Regions from separate parts of the Zea mays genome. Here region 1 is linked to region 2. A link is a contact called in public Hi-C data. All regions are on one chromosome and are shown on one strand. The core of a region is the stretch at or near the end of the contact, and the rest is flanking DNA. Distances in the headings are between cores, read along the strand shown.

Region 1 (2,806 bases), core at 236-2,735, 290 kb after region 2:
TGAAGAGAGTATAACTTGAAGCTCGGATGAGAGGCATAATCTCTGGCTCATAAAGAATACACTCTACATAGATGGCATAAGGCAAACATATCGGTGGGTGGCAAGAAAACATAGGATATTACACACACTACGATCTGGCTCTCAGCCATTTCCATGTAAGCAGACCTTTGTGAATGCAACAAGGCCGGCTTGGGCACAAGGAGGAAGAGGAACGAAGAGAGTGGGGGCAGCATCGGAGTTTGTACAGGCGGTGCCCCGCGCGTGAGTGCTTTTGTGCGGCTCCACTTGACCGCTGCTGGACCGGCCTCGGGGCAAGCAGGTGCAGCCGATCCTCATGCTCATGGTATTGGTGAGCGCGCGGGGGAGGCGTGGCCGTGGACGGCGAGCGTCGACCGCCGGCGGACGCGAGGCTAGAGGGGGGGCGTGGCCGCGTGGCTGTGGACGGCGAGGCGAGCACGTGCCGCCGAGGCGGTGGATGCGTTTTGCCTAGGTGCGTGGGCGTCGTCATGTGACGGCGCCACCGCGTCCGCGACGGTGGAGTGGGGCCGGGCGCCGCCGCTTTTGCGGCGGCATTGTTTTGCGCCGCCTTCATCACGCGCGCGTCCAGCAATGCATCCGGTCGACGTGGAATGCAATGCATGCATCGTTGGCGGGCACATGCATGCATGGAAATATATATAGGATTCTTGCATTATCCATGCATTGGCTTGGCTGTCTCCCCTGCCTGCGAATCGTATCAGATGCCATGCCATGCATCATGCTCTGATGATGATGACTATAAACGTTGTCGGATGATTGAATGAATCAAGCAATCAGCTGCTGCTCCTGCTCTGCTCCCAAACGCAGTCGCAGTCGAAGTCGGCAGTCGCATGCCTGCCGCGTCGACGTAGTGTAGTCAGTCGTCGGTCAGGGCCACGAAGGACCATTCGCACGCAGCTGCAAACAGGAGACTACTCTGACCCTGCCCTCACCCAGACCGAGTCGTCGTCCACTCGTCCTCGTCTTCTTCTTCTTCTTCTTCTCGTTGCTTGCATTGGTGCGCGTGGCAGGCCGCCACAGTCACCCGTCGTCGTCTTCGTCTTCCCGGTACACGGAACGACCTTGACCCATCAGACAAAGCACCGTTCGCGTCTCATCTTGCAGAAGCAGGATACGCCAACAGCTAGTTGTTTCCTGTTGCATGCGATGCGATACGATGCGGCAGCACTCCAGGATCCAAGCTAGCTAGCTGCCCAACTCTGGCTTAATTGCTAGCTAGCTACCGGCCGTCAACTTCAGCCAGCAGACAGACGGCTGGGGTCGTCTGGTTGGTGTGGGCGTGGCGGGCCGGCGCAACTCCATCGAAGGCCGACTCGGCCTTATACTTGTTGGCCCAGCAAACAAACTATACTACTATTGCTTTGACGCACAGGTCAACGTTCCTAGTCGACGGAACGGAACAGTCGTCGGCGACGGCGAACAAGGCTCCACCCCGACCGGCGACCGCGTCATTGCTTGGGTTTGGTTTGGTTGGGTGGCTGCCACCCTGTCCCTCTCTCTCTTTCTCGCTTGTTTGCCTGGACCAATCCAGTGCAACGAAGCAGGCCAGGCCCACCAAACCCGTGCCGTGCCTGCCGAGCCCAACCACTCCACCACCCTCTGGCTCTCCTCGTCCTCGGCGACGAGTTCTCCCCCTTCTCTCTCCTCTTCTCGCCCTCGCCTTCGCGTAGTCGAGTCTCATCGTCAGCTCCTCGCCTGTCGCCTCCGCTGCGCGTCGCCGGACGAGAGGAGAGACAGACAGACAGACAGAGAGGGGAAAGGGATCCCTCCGACCAGGCCCACCGCCGTCCATCCGCCCCCGGATCTCCTCCGTCCCCACCGCCGTCGCCGACACACGACTCCAGGTCAGGTCAGGTGAGTCTCCACCCTCCCCTCCTCTCCCCGCTCCTCAAACCCCGCTCCCCCTCAATCCCGCCCGCCCGCTCGCTCGCTCGCTAGGGTTACTTCGCCGTCACCCGCGCGGATCATCGCTTCCCTCCGTCCCTCTCCCCCCATGCTTTTGCTTCCTCCCGCTCGCTCCTTCCGTCCACCCTACCGGTCCCCTAGAGGTCCGCGCCCCGGCCCAGAATCTCCCCCCAGCAAACCCCATTCCCGCGCCCTCCCTTCGCCTCAGCACGGGGCCGGAGCCCCGCCCAGCGCCGTTCCAGCCGCGGCCCAGCATTTGGCGCGCTCCCCCCGCGTCCAAATAGGTTGCTTTGCTTCCCGCCTGCCTCCATCACTGAGATGCCATGTTCTTAGCGAGGAAGGTAGGGACGTACGAGTACTTAGCTGCTCAAAACCTTCCTTCCCTACGCCTCGTATTCAAATCCTAGGTTAACTATGATGTTAGCATTTAAAACTATTAGCTTATTATCACGACCAATTCAGCTACTGCTTTGGCCCTTGCCGCCACTGCAGCAACACCGCTGCTGACCGTTGCTTCCTGCAATTGCAATACTGCATACGCCACATGTCCCCCCACCCCACTCCTTTCGGAGCCGTTATTACTCGCGCTAGCTGCCGTACTCATGACATCTGCTGCTCAATTCAATCGTTGTCGGTTACCTATGCCCCGGCTTCGTCCCGGCCTAGATTCTGTTGCATTCGCGCGTAACGGTACACAGTGTTGTCTCCAGCATACCGTGGAACCGTAATGGCCATTTCGACCTTTACGGCACGCTGATGAATCAGGAAAAGGAAAGCTAACTGGGATCACTAAAACATAAAGTTAGGACAAACATTCTCTGTTTATTCTTCATTCACACCCTTACCTTTCTATGTTCAGAGT
Region 2 (2,724 bases), core at 13-2,512:
GACAACTACTTGATATTGTTTCCAGCCATCCAACCTTAGGTCCAAAAAGTTAATTTTTGAGTTTTCTCCACTTCTTCCTATAAAACATGGAAATCTCTATACCTGAAAGTTGTTTGGGTTGGAGAACTCTATAAATTTGGTAATTTGACCTTTTGGCAAATTATTGCCAAATCACAAGTTCCACTTTTGGAGCTCTAAACTGAGATTTTCAAAACCAGGTCCTTCACTCTTCATTAATCACAACATCATACTTAGATTATTTTGGATCCTAGTGAATGCATTCTAAGTGTATCAAGCAAGTTAATGCAAATGCTGATGATGACATGTCAGAGTTTTAGTAATCGTAACACCAGGGGTGTTACAACCGCCGCCTCACGCCAGGTCGCGGACCGTCCGGCCCTGTGCCGCTGACCGTCCGCGCCTGACCAGAGAGCACCGCCGCCGGTTCTTTTGAAGTGATTGGCGCCTCCAAAAAGGCGTCAACACACAGATAGTTGCTCTACAGCGAGACGTCGCTCGAGACCATGCTGAGGCCGAGATTATGGAGTTGAATTAAGTTTAGTGTTTCCATTTTAGGATGGATGCTTTTGGCGAAGATAGGAGGAAAGCTAAAATGCTTAATTTTTTCCATTGCTTATGGAAAGACAGTTGTGGGGCTATCTAAGGATTGGAAGGTATGATAACCTTATTGCTGCCCAAGTACCAACCTAGATCTGCATTTTAAACTAGGATTCTTGGGTCAGCAATCTAATCAAAGTATGACGGAATTGATCATTTTCTTTTTAGAGTTGACTTTAGTGATTCTTTTTATCACCACTGTCCAAGCAAGACGACAGTAGTTGCGTTGGGTCCTATGGCAATTTTCATAACTTTGTCTGAGTCCTACTGCGGCTAAGGAACGAGGATGCTTTTGCTCCTTAATTTCTTTCCTTTCCTTCTTTTTTTTTTGACAATTTGTGAGATGCATGGCATATTATTTCTATTTAACATCATTCGAATAACATTGGTTTCAATGTTTGCACGTCAGGTGCATGATATGAAGTGATATTGGAAGGACGGGGCCTTCAGAATCTGCTGAGGCGGCCAAGGCTATGTCCAAACCTTTCTACGGAACCAACATTTTGAAAGAAAGAAAGAAAAGGTATAACGCTAGAAAAGTTCAACGGAACCGCGTTTCTTTCCCTCCAACGCGGCCCACCACCCCACCTACTAGAAAGAAACAAAAAGCCAAATCCAAGCAAAGCCCAAGGCAGCGGCGGCAGCAGCAGCACCCACCCACTCTCCCCTCCTCGATTCCCGATTCCTCCTCGCTCTCGCGTGCCATCGCCGTTCACCGCGCGCTCATGTCGTCTTCTCCCTCCGGATGCCAATGTCTTGCCATGACCATGCGGCCGGCCACCGCCGTCTTTTCCAGCTAAGAACCACCACCACCACCACGAGGCTTTTTCTTTCCCTCCTCGTCGCCGTCCTCCTGGTCGCCGACGTCTGCTCGGCGGCGCGGCAGTTCTCCACGGTCGCCATCTCGCACGCGCCCAACGCCACGCTCGTCTGCGCCCTCGTCACCGCCGCCGCCGATGACGACGCGGGGTCGCCGGGCTCCAAGCAGCTGCGCTGCACGTCGCTCCCCGACGGCGAGCAGTTCGTGTACCCCTCCGCCGACATCCCCTACAACGCGATCGCGGCCGGGACCGACTTCCTCTGCGGCCTCATGGCGCCGCTCGGCGGCCACGCCGCCATGCGCTGGTGGTCCTTCACCGAGGAGTTCGCCGCCAACCGATCCCGCCCCGTGGGGCGCCGCCTCTACTGGGGCCCGTCGCTGCGCTCGCTCAGCGCCGGCGGATCCCACGTCTGCGGCCTCTCCGACGACCACGACCCCACCTGCTGGGAGTGGCCGCACCTGGACCTGCCCAAAGGCCTCGACTTCTCCCGCATCGCGCTGGGCCACGACTTCCTCTGCGGCATCGACAAGCTCGACAACACCAGCATGAGCTGCTACGGCGCCATGGCGGCGCCGTCGCTCGCGCCCGACCCCGCGCCCTTGAGGACCGTCGCCGCCGGCCACCGCCACGCGTGCGCCGTCGACGCGGAGGGCGGCTTCGCCTGCTGGGGCGACGGCGACGGCGACGTCCCCGAGGTGCCGGCACACGAGCTGCCGGACGACATGTTGGCCATGGCGCTCGGCAACGGCACGACCTGCATCCTCTCCGGCAGCGGCAGGGTCCGGTGCTGGGGCGCCGTCCAGGTGCCGGACCAGTACAGGACCGCGGATTTCCTGGCCATCGAGGCCGACGGCGACGCGGTGTGCGGCATCCTCAACAGCAACTACTCCGTCGCGTGCTGGGGGAGGAGCGACCGCTTCGGCGCCGGCGGTAGCCTAGTCTACAACAGCACCATGCCCGGCGCGTGCGCGCGCAAGAAGAGCTGCCCCTGCGACATCATCTCGGGCTCCGGCGCGCTCTGCGGCACCGGCGGCGCCGAGGGCGGCGAGGAGCTCGCCGTCTGCCGGGCCTGCGCGACGCCGCTGAACGCGTCCAGGATCCTCATTGCCAACGGCAGGGCGGGACCGGCAGCCGGAGGCGACGCCGGGAAGAAGAAGGCCAAGACCCTGGCCGTCGCGGTCGGCGTCGGCGCCGCGGTACTCGCGGCGGCTGCGGTGGCGCTCTACCTCGTGGCTTACAGGAAGCCGGACAAGAAGAAGAAGACGCTGACGCTGCGTCTAGGGGA

The links. A called contact is a pair of places that touch in the nucleus more often than the background predicts.
Region 1: a Hi-C map of leaf shows a contact between it and region 2, with 9 times the contacts expected there. The contact joins the promoter of LOC100501378 here to the promoter of LOC100384671 in region 2. A contact is called at or near these places in 5 of 25 Hi-C or Micro-C datasets (bundle sheath, ear, leaf and 2 more).

Annotation. Positions count from the first base shown.
Region 1 is chr6:8,161,335-8,164,140 of Zm-B73-REFERENCE-NAM-5.0, forward strand. It overlaps LOC100501378 (U-box domain-containing protein 4), which reads left to right and starts at 1,486. Exons shown (of 5, transcript XM_008650141.4): 1 at 1,486-1,893.
Region 2 is chr6:7,868,984-7,871,707 of Zm-B73-REFERENCE-NAM-5.0, forward strand. It overlaps LOC100384671, which reads left to right and starts at 1,263. Exons shown (of 1, transcript NM_001357546.1): 1 at 1,263-2,724. The coding sequence starts at 1,364.